Linked DNA regions of Columba livia: region 1 is linked to region 2. The links are chromatin contacts, called in public Hi-C maps. All regions are on one chromosome and are shown on one strand. Each heading gives the region's core, a stretch centred on a gene start, on an enhancer-like site or on the middle of the called end of the contact. The rest is flanking DNA. Distances are from core to core; before and after follow the strand shown. Region 1 overlaps GNAS (GNAS complex locus). Region 2 overlaps GNAS (GNAS complex locus).

What was found. A called contact is a pair of places that touch in the nucleus more often than the background predicts.
Region 1: a contact with region 2 is called in a Hi-C map of liver, with 3 times the contacts expected there. The contact joins two enhancer-like sites. A contact is called at or near these places in 2 of 2 Hi-C or Micro-C datasets (crop and liver).

The regions. Positions count from the first base shown.
Region 1 is chr16:10,019,913-10,027,243 of bColLiv1.pat.W.v2, forward strand. All of the region lies in intron 1 of GNAS (GNAS complex locus), which reads right to left. Among named protein-coding and RNA genes, the nearest start is that of GNAS, 47 kb to the right of the region's middle. Within about 2 kb of position 4,824, at least 3 of the 3 cell types and tissues checked have an H3K27ac peak away from gene starts, as active enhancers do.
Region 2 is chr16:9,937,251-9,944,147 of bColLiv1.pat.W.v2, forward strand. GNAS (GNAS complex locus) reads right to left here. Exons shown (of 12, transcript XM_065032425.1): 6 at 888-942. Among named protein-coding and RNA genes, the nearest start is that of NELFCD, 18 kb to the left of the region's middle. Within about 2 kb of position 1,746, at least 1 of the 3 cell types and tissues checked has an H3K27ac peak away from gene starts, as active enhancers do.

The sequences.
Region 1 (7,331 bases), core at 3,574-6,073, 86 kb after region 2:
TCTAACCTCTATTACATTCTAGTGACAATCATCAGATTTCTTAATATTCTTAATTGTTTTTGGAAAGAGGAATTCCATTGCAATTCTTTTCTCCATTTTCCTTCCATAGCTTTTGCCCCAAAATCTACTGTTTGGTGTCTGGGACTGTGGCAACAATATCCCAATCCTGTAAATAAACATGTACTCTACCTGGCTGAGTAGTCCTATTGAAGTGCATAATCTATGCAGACTTTACTCTTCCCAGCCAGGACAACTGTATTAGCCTGATTTACAGATGGTTAAAAAGATTCACATATAAAGGAGAAGCAGACTATCCATAGCAGTACAAGTGAGAGAGAACTTGTTGAAAAGTACGCGTCCCATAAGCCTTCCCCACCCTACAGACTTCTACACACATCAACTTCTGTCCTTTTAAGATTTGCATATAATACTTACCAGTATAATCACTCAAAAGGACCTCAAGAAAAATACTATCTTTTCCTATTTTAATATATTTACATGCAATAGTCTGTCAAATATAAAGTATTTTAATGCATTTTCCTTGTGGTAGTGTCACTATTGTACATGAGGATATTCACACTTGTATAGGTAAGAGACACTGAAATGCTGTTGTAAAATTCACAATCACGGGCTGGACAACGTAGATACAAGAGTTGGTTTTGGAGTCACTGTTAAAAGTAGATTTTGAGCCTAGTGAAAAAATGCTTCTGAGACACACACTTCATGTTGTTCCATTCTTTTCTCTTTCTAACTGAATGGATAAAACTTTCTGCTTACAGTTCTGATGTCACATCAGTTTCACTCTCAATCGATCAGTTAAGTTCTGGATTCACTCCAGCTACTCTTCACAGTTTCCACAGGTGATTATGAGACCCAGATCAGGATGTCCACCTTACACCACAGCTGCCTTACAAACCCTCTGGCTCATAAACACCCTTATTTCCTACCGCAAACAATTCACATTTGTTAGTAAGTTGAAGGTACTGAGAACTTTGGATGCCCCAGCCTCCAGGAAAAAAAAGTAAACGGTTAATTATTTTTCAGATGGGAGAGTTGCACAGTTCCTTATGGGCTCGCACTGTCCGCAGCGAACAGGACCTCAAACTTTTGGCTGTGAACTGCGGGGGTGGAGTTGTGACCAAACCAATGTGCTTATTTGGAAGGGAAGACACAGGCAACATCACGCTTGAGCATCCCTTAGCAACCGGACTGAAATGGCACCGCAGCTTTTGAGGAGGCTGTCAGCCTTCCTTGCCACTGGAATAGCCTGGATTTCGGTTCCTACCATGGCTGAGGAGACACAGCAGAGAATGCAAAATTTGTAGTTCAACAAGTAAAAGCCGGAGTGGTGACCTAACTGTACAATTTCATCTGCTTCTGTTTATAGGAAATAGCCTATTTTCAGCAAGGCTTTCTCATGGAAGGATACAGAGCTCAATTAATCTGGGGAACACGAATGCAACACCTTTATCTCTGATTTACTTTAGACTCTTTCCACTTGAAAACCCGGACTGTAAAGTTGGTAACATTCCCCTCTATGATCCTCTCATCGCAGGAGGAATCAAAAGAGAGTTAAGCTTGTGTGTGTGAAAAACCAACCAACCAAACAAACCCTCACCAAACCAACCAACAAAAAACTTGAACCCAAAACAAAACAAAAAGGAAAATACTCTCTGATTTAAAGCTGTCAGGGAGTGGATCAGTGAACAACGAACGTGACGATGCAGGTCCAGCCGTGCAGCTCAGTTCCCTCCTCTCCCTGGTCCTCAGCTCTGTGAGCCCGTTGCGCTCCGGAGTTTGGGTCACAGATGCTCATCATGTCAAGATGGACTCTCAAGGGGAAGACTGTTTAATCTTCTCTCACTGAGAATCTGCAACCCTCTAATTCCCCCACAGCTGAATGTATGCTGTTGTAGGATAATGTCTATACACTGCTTTCTTAAAAAAAAAAAAGGCTATGCATTGTTCTCCTATCTGTGATTCACTTGAAATTTATTACTTCTGCATATCTTCGTAAGAAATTACGATGGATTGGTTTTGGTTATTTTGTTTTGATTTTTTTTTTTTTCCTGCTAAGGTTTTCAAGGGATTTAAAGTATTGGGAAAAAATAAACAGTGTGTGAATTTATATTAGAAAGGTGCAAAAGAAGTTTCCCATGTGCACAGCACCTTTGAGGATTAAAATCTTATGCAGAAACAAGTAGCTGTGGATTTCTGTGAAGGAGCCTACACTACCCAACGCTTTGTTTTGCTGTCCTCCAAATTCACAGTGGCTGAGTGGTTCGAAACCCCTTTTAAAAGCAGCGATTACCTCTGAGACAGGTTGACTCTTTCAGTTAAAGGACATTTTTTAATAGCACACAATGTATAATTTCATGTATTGATACCTCTCTGGTTTGAAGTCTGTTACAATTTTTAGCTTTAGAAATACAGAACTGTGGACCTTCATCCTGGGTCACAGAAGTGACTAGTAGGTGAGTATCAAACCTATCAGTCTCAACATATTTAATCCATAATAAACTCATTTTTTTATATATAAGGATTAATTAAGGCTGCGATTTAGACTTAGATCAGTGTTTTTTTCATCTGCTTTAAACACTACAACAGCTCCCGTGGCCTCTTGCAGTGACTCAGGTCTGCTGCTCACGCTTTCCTTAGATGGAGACATCCTCCACCAGCTATCGTCCTGCAAAATCCTTTGGACTCTCGGAAGAATGAAACTTGGTGATAAAAGGGGAGATGGTTTCAAAGTCTCCAAATTACCCTTTGACCCGCTGAACAAGGAACCCTTGAGTAATCTCAATCCCGTTTAGAGGAGAAACAAACAAATTAAAGCCAAACAATAATCTAAAAAAGAAAAACAAAGCAAACGGATTGGAATTGGAGCAAGAATCCAACGTGGGTGCTTTTTTTCAGCTGTTTCCTTTGCAGTGGGCAGAACAAAAATCACTTTTAAAAGCACTAAAAGGTAAACAAGGTAGGAAATTAAGCCATTATCAATCAAACTCTGAGAGGGCAAAGCAGGGTCACCAAGTAAAATGACAAGTTTGTCTGTCATCTGGGAGTGAGCCTGTCCATCGCAATGAAACGAGCATTGCCAGGAATAAATTAATGCACCACTAATGTATTCAATAAAGAACAAACACAAAACATTTAAGCACAGATACTCCAAACCAAACAGAATGAAAAGGAGATGCTTCCCTCTCTGGCAAAGATAAAGAATTTTTTCATACAGAAATTCTAAACTTGAGAGGGATTTTTGGTTTGTTTTTAAATAAAAACAAGCCCAAAGTCTACTAATAGAATTAACCAAGACCTTCCTTTAAACCAAAGAAAAAAAAAACCCTTGCTTCTCTCCTTTCATTTCGAGGCTTCTCCTCAGAAACATTAAAAGAAACTTTAAGGAACTCCCGGGATTATGGAAATAAAACACTGAGTAAGAGCTTTGCACCTAGGAGCTTTGCTTATTTTCTTGCAGTTTTTTTCCTGATATTCCGTCTCACCACTCACGCATTCTGCACTGCACTTTATTAAAAAAAACCAACCCTCTTATGTAACAGACGTAGCAGCACAACCTCGCTCTCCGCAGAGCACATATGGAATGCCGATCGCAAAAAAAAAGAAGGGAACAATCCTTTGTCAGATTTAGTTTCAATATTTATCAACAATCGCTGCAGACCTACCTCCGACTACAAACTTTTTTTTTTTTAATAAAGAATTATTCTGCTTTTAATCCTCGTTACGTTCGGGTCACGAACCCCACGGAGGCAGCAGTAGCAGAGGCTGCGTTCTGAATTCCAGGTTATAGTTAGCTCCTGCAAAGCAGCACGGAACTCCGGAACCTTCCTCCTGCCGGGGAGCTCGGTGGAGGGGGGGACGCTCCCGGCTTCGCCGCCCCAGCAGCGCGGGGTGCGATGGGCTGAGCCTGGCTTAGGCTCGGCCTGACCCCGCAGCACGCTGAGCTGTCCCTCCGTGCTAATATTATTTATCACTGACACCGCGTTCTCATTTTATGGCGCATAACAGGAAGGGGAATAAGAGGATTGTTAAAATAGGTCTTGCTAAGTTGTCACACAGGTTTTAATGTGCTGTAAACATTCCTCTCCTCCTTTTACTTTTCTTTTTTTATTTTTTTATTTTTTTTTTAAATAAAACGATGTTCAGGCTTTCACGCTCAAAATAACTTTACATTTTAGTGCTAGCAAACCACAATACTCGCAATACCAGGAGCCATTATTAGAGACGATCTGCAAGGAAAACAGAACTGTGACTTTGCTTTTCTGTCTCCGCACTGCTAAAGCCTCAAAGTGCTCCCTTTCAGAAAGAGTATTTTCTCCCATCTTTTTCTTTAGATGGAAATATGTTAAGCCTAGATCCTAAAATTACATACAGACACAATTATAGAATAGGGGTCTTTTGTACCCTATTTTTCCTGGGAGATTCTGGCTGTCTGGCAAACTAACAGCATCATTAATTCTCAAGTGCCTTGATGTTAAATTAGAGTGCCCCACAGCCCCTAGGGCAGTTGCAGAATTTAGACCCTTTCCCAGTGTTCCAAATAAGTCCTTCTGGTGGGTGTTTTTGTGTGTGTGTGTGTGTGTGTCTCTTAGATTTTAGGAATGCATGTAAAACAATTTATTATGTCCAAGTCTTCAGGTGTGCAAGGAAAGGTTTCCCTGGTTGCTGTGTCTCAGACAAAGCCAGGAAAGACGCCCATTGCCGGGGCTGTGGGAGCCAGGCAGGAGCTGGGGTCAGGCTGGGTCAGAACCTGTGGTCCAAGACTGGGATTTTGCCTCTACCACATTAAAACCAGCAGCGGGGAAGGATTATCCCCTCCTCTGGACCCAGCCCAGGGGGATGTCTGGGCCAGTTTGAACACTCACAAAACATCAGTGGCGAAGGAATGAGCGTGGGGATCAAAGAGTGTGGAACAGGATCCAGGAGACCTGATCTATGGCAGAGTGTTCGATCCAGCACAGCCTCCCATCTGTGCGTGACCTTGGACGAGCCTCTTCCCCTTTCCCTGCCTCTTTTTCCAACTGCCTTTTATCTGCCTCTCTCATATAGGCTGTAAGCTGTTTACTGCTGACATGTCTGCACAGCACAGAGAACCAAGGGGCCCTGATCTCACTGGTGACCTTTAAGCCCTTCTGCTACACGTTTCATCATAAAATAATTATTCAAAAAGGAAGTGATTTTTTTTTTTAATAGTCTGCCTTCCTTTTCTTAACACCTCTTTAACTCAGACATTCTCAGCAAGATTAGATGAAAAAAAAATAGGCTCTGTTCAAAACCTTAACGCTCTCTTTTCGAAATGAAAATGCTGAGAAAGCTGCTAGTATTCTGCCGAGTCCTCCTGCCACAGGCCCTCCAGCAAAACCAGGGAAAGCCAGAATCCTCATCCTTGCTACGTTCAAAGTAACAAAGATACTTTTTATTTTGAAAATGGGGGGGGGAAGAAAAAAAAAAAAAAACAAAAAAGCCTGCACACTTCTCAATCTTTCTTTGTACACCATAAAGCACCAAACAGGGCAGGAACCCAGTGCTGTGTTCTTTTGCAGGTCACCTCCAGGTTTGCTTTATGCTCTCTGGTGTTACAATAACGAATTTGTTTTTCCATTGCTCTGTGCATGCTCTCTTGTCTAAGAGTGACCTATTCGCTTCTGAAGCAATCGGCTTTTTACAGCTTAGTCTACGCTGTGTAAACAGAGAGCGGGCGGCGTGGCTGAGCCCCCGCTCCTCAGAGGCGAGGAGCCCTGCACCCCGAGACCCGAACCAGCCGTGGAGGCTGTGACCCCCTTCTGGGGGTCAACACCGAGTGACAGGGCTCCCCACAGACCCAGCATGGACAAAGACTGCAGCGCTGCCCGTGGAGAGCCCCCAGCCCTGCCCCGGGTGGGATCGCAGCTCTGTCTGCAGCAGGGCTTTGATGGAAAGCCATCCTGCTCTCCGAACAGCCAAGGATGCTGCAAGGGGCAGGGGACCCAATGGCTCTTACCCCGCTGCAGCTCCTCTGCCAGCCCATAAACAAGAAGAGTGACCAATAAGCCAGCAGCCCCGCGGGGACAGCACAGGGACAGCATGGGGACAGCTGTCCCCCGCCTTCTCTGCGCTGTTGGGCAGCAGAGGATGCTGAGTCCCTCCTGGCCCCAGCAACCCCAGGCTGAAGGCAGGGCCCTCCTGCACGACTGCATTTCACACCCTATATATAAAACACACAGCCGTACATTTATTCTGAAACATTCTTTCTATGAATTGGTGTTAGTGATGGATAAATATATTAACTCCATACACGTGAGAGTTAAGGAAGATTTGTCCAAGGAACAACTTTCAGAGGAAGTGCTGGGCAGCCACATTATTTGTTTTGTTTAAAATTATTTCAGGCTCGATAATGTCTCTTTATCAAAACTACACATGTGCTGAGCATGCACAGTGCTGTGTGTTGTAAAGCATACAGGAAGGGGTGGATTTAATTTATTTCTTTATTATGAATATCACGGTGCTGTAAGAAGAATCCTGGCTGACAGTGTGAAATAAAGTCAAACTTTCAGGGCATATTTTGGGGCCTGAGGTTCCTGCACTGCCTTTTTGAACTCAGTCAAATTCTGTATTCCTAATCCTCTCTTCTGTCTGGACCATCTCATGAATGGACACGTATATTGCTATAGAGCTGAGCAAGTACCTCATAATGTTTGCCATTAATATTCATTTGAAAGAAAAATGCAGTTTAAGCTTCCTGGTTTTGCTTTCTTTGAGTGAGGAAACTAGTGAGGGAGTTAATAAATTCACAGTTCTGGCAGGCCAAAGGGACCACGGCACCAAAAATAGTTCTCCATCAAAATTATAACCCTGCTTTAGTTTGTGAACATCACCTTGGCTATAAGGTTTCTTTACATTTATTTGGTATCATACTCTCCATGGTGGGTGAAATCATCCTTGTTGTTGAAGAGACTAAATGACGATGGGCACAAAGCAGAAACAGAGCTACCAGGATCTACCAGCACAGACTGCCTCCCAACTTTCAGCCTAGAAATAAGAATTAATTCTTCTCCACCCTAAAAGCTGGCTCGAAGGGAAGAGAAAGGGGTAGAAAGACTGGACTTCAGACTCTCTGAAAGGGAATGCATCAGCGCACACTGGCCAGGCTAATCAGAGGGAGGAGCTGATGGGCAGAGGGATAGTGACCCGATCTAAGATGCACGAGCTACAAAATCAAACTGTGCAGCCAAAACCTGTAAGAATGCTGATTTTTGGTGATCTGTATATGCTTAGTATGGTTTAAGAGTAAAGTTAAAAAGGCTAAGAAATTCCTTGCCTAAGGATGAAAAAAG
Region 2 (6,897 bases), core at 496-2,995:
CTATGCTTAGTACTATACACTAGGTGTAAGAAAACATAAGTTGAGCTCGTGACACCCTTAGCCTCCAACATAACACTGACACCTGTTTTAAAGCTTCTTATATTAGTTGCTCCAAATGTCAAATATAATAACTTATATTTTTACTATTTTTTTAATGGAAAATATAACAATTTCAGCCATTAAAAAAAGTCTCATTTATAAAAAACTCTCCTATTTTCAAAAGGATGAATGATTTATTCTTGAACAACTTTAAAGGATACAAACTGCTCCTCATCAATACTGTCTGCAAAAGTTTTGGGCCACTAATGTGTATTTTGGTTATTTAGCCTACAGAAGTACACTAGATGCTTAACTGCATTATTTATGGGCAGAAAGTCAGGAATATACATGTGGTTTTGCATTAGGGATTTAGTCCTAAGAAGATCCTCAGATCATCTGTAACAAAACCAAACCCCACAATTCCTATTCTGATATAAAATCTTGTATAATGAGGTGATTTTATAAAACTCTGGTTTACAGCGGGAGCCAGTGGAGCTGAGAAGATACCAACCAGCTGTGCGGCAAACAAAGCGCCTGATGGTTATTCAGCAAGGGGGGCAAAACATCATCAACTACTCATTCAAACAGGTATTTGAGTGTTAGCGTCCCAGAAGCGTGATGTAGGTCTGGAATCCAGGCAGATTTTCATTTCACAGCACATTTACAGGTATAAACATAATCTCAACCCACCTGACAAAGTGATTTTTACTGGAATACTGAATGTGTACAGTACACGGTAATACTTGTGTTAGTGCCACAAATGGCAATTAGAAAATTAATCCGATAGTAATCCTCAAGGACAGAGAAGGCAGATAAATGATGTAATTTTTAAATGAAACGTTTCTCACCTGGTCAGACGGTGTGTATTCATTTTGTTTGACTATGTCAATCTTGTCTAGAAAACTGGGGAGAGGAAAGAAAACTATTAACTTTTCGTTCTCCAATTAGACAACCTATGTAATGCTTTAGTAACAGACGCGATTCGTTATATTTTAATGCACTCAGACCCACAAAACGCTGAATAGACTTAAAGCGGGATTTCCATCTGCACTGCCCAGCCCGGCCCAGCAGAGGGACCAACACGGGCTGATCCAGCCCCGCCGCTGCTCCCTGCGCTAACACACACCAGGAGCTCCCTTTAGGTCGCTTATTCACAGAAACTGTACAATACAATCCACTACTGCTAACGCTAAAACAACGGCTCAAATAAATTGCCTGCATTTAGTTTTCCTGAAAGCAGCATGAATATTTTTTAAAAATGTATCATCACTAGAACTCTGTGAAGAAATGGAATCCCTAAATCACGTTCATTTCAAGTTCAGTTAAGTGAGAGGGAATACTGATTTTTCTGTCAATTGTTGGTACCAGTTTTGCAGTTTACCTTCTGCAGAAGTCGCCATGGTAGACCAAATGGGTATAAAAACATTTATTATTTCCCAATTCATTAGGCATGACCTAAAGAGGACATCCTGGAGTCTTTAAAATATTTTTACCAATTAATTGTAAGCTCCTCATTATCTTTCACTTCCACTTCAAGAGCAAAAATCCGAAGGAACTGCTTTGTGAAGTGCTTTGCTGTGTTGTTCCTGAGCGACTCGAAGCTGGAGCAAAGCTCCAGGAAACAGATTTTCTGCCGCTGGCCCCCGGCCCCTTGTCCAGCAGCCGAGTGGCCGCGCTCTGACGCCTCCCACCGCACTCTACTAGAGATCCTGCAACACTTCCACAGTTAACTCTACCCGCAACACTAATGATTAACCCCGGTCTTAAAAACAACCTCCTTGAAGTTTCCTTTTAAATTCCTGTGTGTGAATTTGTCTCTTTAGGAAGCAGAAATCGCCACGCACAGGTGGGGGTGCTGGAACTGCAGTAGCTGTGGCCACCGACAAGAATTTCAAAGGGGGAAAACGCAGCCACGGCCCAGGGTCACCCATCAGAAACCAAATCCCCATTCAAACCATAAAGGTCTCAACCCTCCGTTTCAGCCCCAGCTGCTCTACTGAGTCCCCAAAACACCTCAGGAGAGCAGGGGAAGGAAAACTCTAATTGTGTGTTTTAACAGAGGCTCCAGTGTAAAGCCCTTTGCACCAGGAATGACATGACTGGCTTGTTTCAGAGACAAATGAAAAGGGATTTTTGTTTAGGCTGAATTACAGAATGTTAAACGCGTGAAAATGCAGCTTAGTAAACATGCTAATAAAAACACGAGATGAAGCGTAAAGATCAATTCCCCTCATGAAAGATGAGATACAGACAAGATATACGAGGATAAAATTGATGACAAATTGTGTTCTGCAATTAACAAGCTGTATTTTTTCCTCATCTTGCCCAGGCTGTTGAGTAAGGGGTTTTTTAATCCAAAGGAAAAGAAGTAAAGCTCCTTGTTCGGTACACAGAGGATGTTAAATACATACAACAATCACGAATTCCAACTAGTACAAGTGTTTCTACATTATATTATCTCCTGCGACCACAGTATCAAAATCATGTAGCAATTTTACAGGTTGGATGATGCTAGAAAAATGGTGGGAATAGAACATGTTCATAAAGACTTAAAGGTGATTAGTACCACGACCCAGCCTTTCTGCACTGAATTTATCCAAGCAGAACATTTTATGCCAGGTTCTGCAAGGGGGGTATTTTTTGTTGTGTTTTTAAACATTTCGCTAATCAGCTTAATGGATTTTGGAAACTGACAATTAGAAAATAACAACAAGACATTGCTAAAACCTGGAACTGAAAGTACAAACCTCTCACTGTTGTTTATGCAGACTATTTTTAGGCCTATGATTTCCTTGAAAAACACGAGCGCTATCGGAGCAGCAGTACTGTACTCGAGATGGATTCCAACAGCAGCGCTCATGCCAGGTAAAACAAGTTCCAATGGAATAAACCTTCCTTCTCCCCCCCCAAACAAGTTCCAACATTTAGTAACATCTGATACTCTAACAATACTCCTTAAGAGGGAAGTCTTATAGTTGCCAGAAAACCCACCCCACTTTCAGGGGCATTTCAGGGAAAACGGAGAAACGCGATACGTTCAATGAAGATTTCCTGCTGGGCATGCGCCTTTTCGGAAAATCGGCTCTAGCAACTTTACGAAGGGCTAAAGACACTAAGAAACAGTTTGATTTCTTGCTCAGACATAAAGAAAGGGGATTGGTCTTTCAGTTGTTCAACTGAAAAATAAACGTGTCTGTAAGGAGGAAAGAGTAGCAGAAATTCGATCTAGTCTGATACATCTAAAATAAGGAGCAACGGTGGGAGCGTGTGAGTTCAGAGAAGATCAATACACTATGTGCAGAGACTTCTAAGCCAATCTTAGTCGAGAGCAAATAATGTACCCAGTAAATTAAACTAACAATCAAATCATATGAGAACAAAGCCAAATCCAAAATAAACCCAAATTCACCATTGCTAATTTCTATTTTTAATTCTCGTTATGCTCTGCCTAAAACACGAGTGAGGCCACTCCAGCGCTACTCGCCGTGCTGAACTCGCTGCTGTTACAGATTTTTCTAAGTCTGCTGGAGATCTGCCCACCCAGTAGGTCAGCAAAGAACTTCACAGGGAGAAAGAAGAGTGAAATAATTCAAATAAAACCGTCCAACCACGAACCCAAATTTCACACTGCGAGCAAGTCTTGCACCAAGTTACAAAATCAGGTTTTTTTCTCCTGTAAAATTTTCCCAGAGATTATATGGGAAAGCTATTTTCCAGAAAGCAAATCTTTCGTTCGGTGTTGCTGCCAATTCTCACTCAGGGACAGACTCTGGACGTGACTGAACAACAGGAGCAGTTACTGCTCTGCAAAATACTGTCATCTAGTATCGGGCACTTTTGCCTGTGTTATAAAACATATATACTGCTATGACACGTGTTAAAAACAGAAGAATAACCAAAAACCAAACCAAAACCAAACTATACACATGACTTCAGGTCATTTGTAGTCAGCAGCACTGCAGAAGAAGGATCTCTAGGACATCACCAGATGTGCCCCATGGATATTAAAATGAAAGGTGGTAATAAAAATTGTACTTTATTTTTGGGTCCCTTTAGCTTGGGGAAGGAAAAACACGTGAACATTTTGAAACAGATCTTTGAGAAGAATTGTCTTGAATGTCAAGGGGTGCAGTTAGGATTAGGAGGCAGACTCCAGGCAGATCCACAGACACTTTCCCCAGCTCCTGCAGGACAATATAATTAAGTCATACACGCATCCCAACTCTTTCCAAATTTTGAATAAGTTATGTCAAAACCATGTCCCAAGTTCAGATCCAGATATGTGCCTGTTACTGATTTATTCTGGAGTTCATTCAGAGAGAGCTGGTTTATACCCATGTGGGGGAGTTTCCTGGCCAAATGATGCTGCTGCCAGGCCAAGAACCCCACGGAAAACCTATGTAACACATTAATCTTCTACCTCAAGAAACAACACAACTTCACTGTGCTGGGAAGAACAGGGAGGGGGAAATCAGACTGTCTTTGAGCATTTCCTGACAGTCTTTTCAATCAACAGTAACTCGAAATTTTACGCTTGGTGATCTGATGAAACGGTTGGCAGAGAAGACTATTTTTGCTTTATGAAGAGCTTTTGTTGTCAGTCTAGAAAAACAATGGAAAGGTCCCTTCAAACTGACAGCACACCTACATTTGTAGAGCTTCATTTCCTTCAGATTTGTTTTGTCAAGTCGTAACTTGAACTTTTATACAAAATGACTCTCTTAAAAGACACATCAAGATCTCATGTCTAGTGTCAGTATGACACTGCGCATCGAGAATTCACAATTTGAATCCCAACTAGATACATAATTTGTTTATAACTTATAACCCTCAACAGTGGTACTGGAACTCGGTATTTGGGAAGTTTCTTGCCTCTGAAAGCCTCAAGGTATTTTATGGGCAGTAAATCACAGTCACAGCTCCCGCCTCCTCCACTCGTGCTGCATTTCCTGCCTCCACCATCGCATCCCGAAACGCACACCTTACGTTCACCCTGCTTTAAAGGCAGGGAAAATCAAGGCACGCATGGAGTAAGTTAATTGCCCAGAGTCCCCTGAGTCAGTGGAAATGGAATTTTCATTTCCTCTGAGTAATGTGTTTTTATCAAGGTATTACTAAGAATTAACTAGAATATTACTAAGAATTATCAAGATTTTACTAAGAATCAGAGTTGTATTTACCCTGATCACCTCTGAAACAGCCTCTACAATTCAGGTTTCTGTGTCCAGAAAGAAATCAGTGTTTGTTTACCCATCTTCCTAAAGACCAAACTGTGCAAATGCCGAGCAGATTTTTGTTTCCTTATCCATATCCTATCAGGACTACAAAAGCAACTCAAAGCTCCCTGTAGTAGTTTTAAGCTGAAATTTAACTCAACATTAATAGTATTTATGAACAAGAGGCTACTTTTTATTTCCCAGAGCAGATCATGCTTTACTTCTACTTTACTCCCTTTCTAGTCCTTGCCGTAATCCTTTATGTTATTCAGCAACAGCTTTCTAACAGTTAATATTTGATAAATTCTTTCTTCAGCTATTTTGTCTATGCTGAAGCCAGAGCCATAGGATTAGTACAAAGATACAATACTCTCTTTAAAAGGGTATTTGAGCCGAGAAATATATGATGTATCTACTGTAACTGTCGGTGTCAGACCCGGGATCGGGCATTTTCCGTCACTGGGACCGTGGGCACATCCAGTGTCCCCAAGTCTCTCCCTTTCTGCTGTTCTTGGGAGCAACAGGATACTGAGGGGGGGGAAATCTATTCCTTAAACTGGTGCTGAAGATTTCTTTGCCATTTCAAGCTAGGTTATTGTGCAAGAGACGCAGAAAACCAGGCGAAGTGACAGGAACGATGCAAACAAAATAAGCAAACATTCACAGCGCTAGTATTTATGGTATCCTGCAAACAAGGACAGTACATGAAACCAAACTTGTCATGTTTTTCCTCAAAGTGAAGATAAAAATGGCCACGGGAATATTCAGTAGAGTTTTCTGGTTTTGTTTGTTTGTTTTAACTACTGATATTTTCTCTCATTTGCAAAGGTAGAGTTTTTACTGTTAAGGTGGTCACACAACATACTCCACAAACATGTTACGGAATGTTTTAAAAATATTCAGAAAGGCATAGCTCATTTTCCCCCTAAACAAAACTAAATGAGAGAAAAAAACCCACTTAATCAAACCCCTTGCAATTACTTTAGCTACTGCACAAAGAAAATTAATTAAGAAAAAAGCCTTTAGAGACAGACGCAGAGAGACAGTCCTGCAACAAATATTATTGGTATAATTACGAGAGCACTATATTGCGTGTAAAAACATCTCACATCTAATGTTCTTGTAACAAAGTTCTGTGTGTCAGTTCTCAAACATTAGGACCTCGTTCAAAACCAGATTTATCTGGTAACGAACCAAAATGTAGCAGAAGATTTAAACGGAAGTAAACCAAAAGTCAACTCTTTAGAAAGCTTTTCCAAGAAACTGCAAATATTTTATTTCCAATTTCAAGTCAAGCGGTTATTATGATTTCCTTATCCAAGGGGCAAGTTGCACAAAATGGTTTTAAGGCGGCGTAAAGCTCGGGATTTAATTCGAGATGGTGTGAGCGCGTCCACCTCCCAGCAAAGCGATTCTGCGAGCGGCCCCACGAGCATTCCAGCCGCTTGGAGGCCGAGGGCACAGGGCTCCGGTTTTGAAGCAAATAATGAGAAAGCTGAAAAGCATGACTCCATATATTTGGAATCATCTTGTGGTAATCAAGGTTACAGTTCCTTATATGGCGTGGAGAACATGAAGCGCACACAAAAAATAGAATATTAAATCTACGGGGTATAAAGACCTGTTAAGTATTGCAAACCCC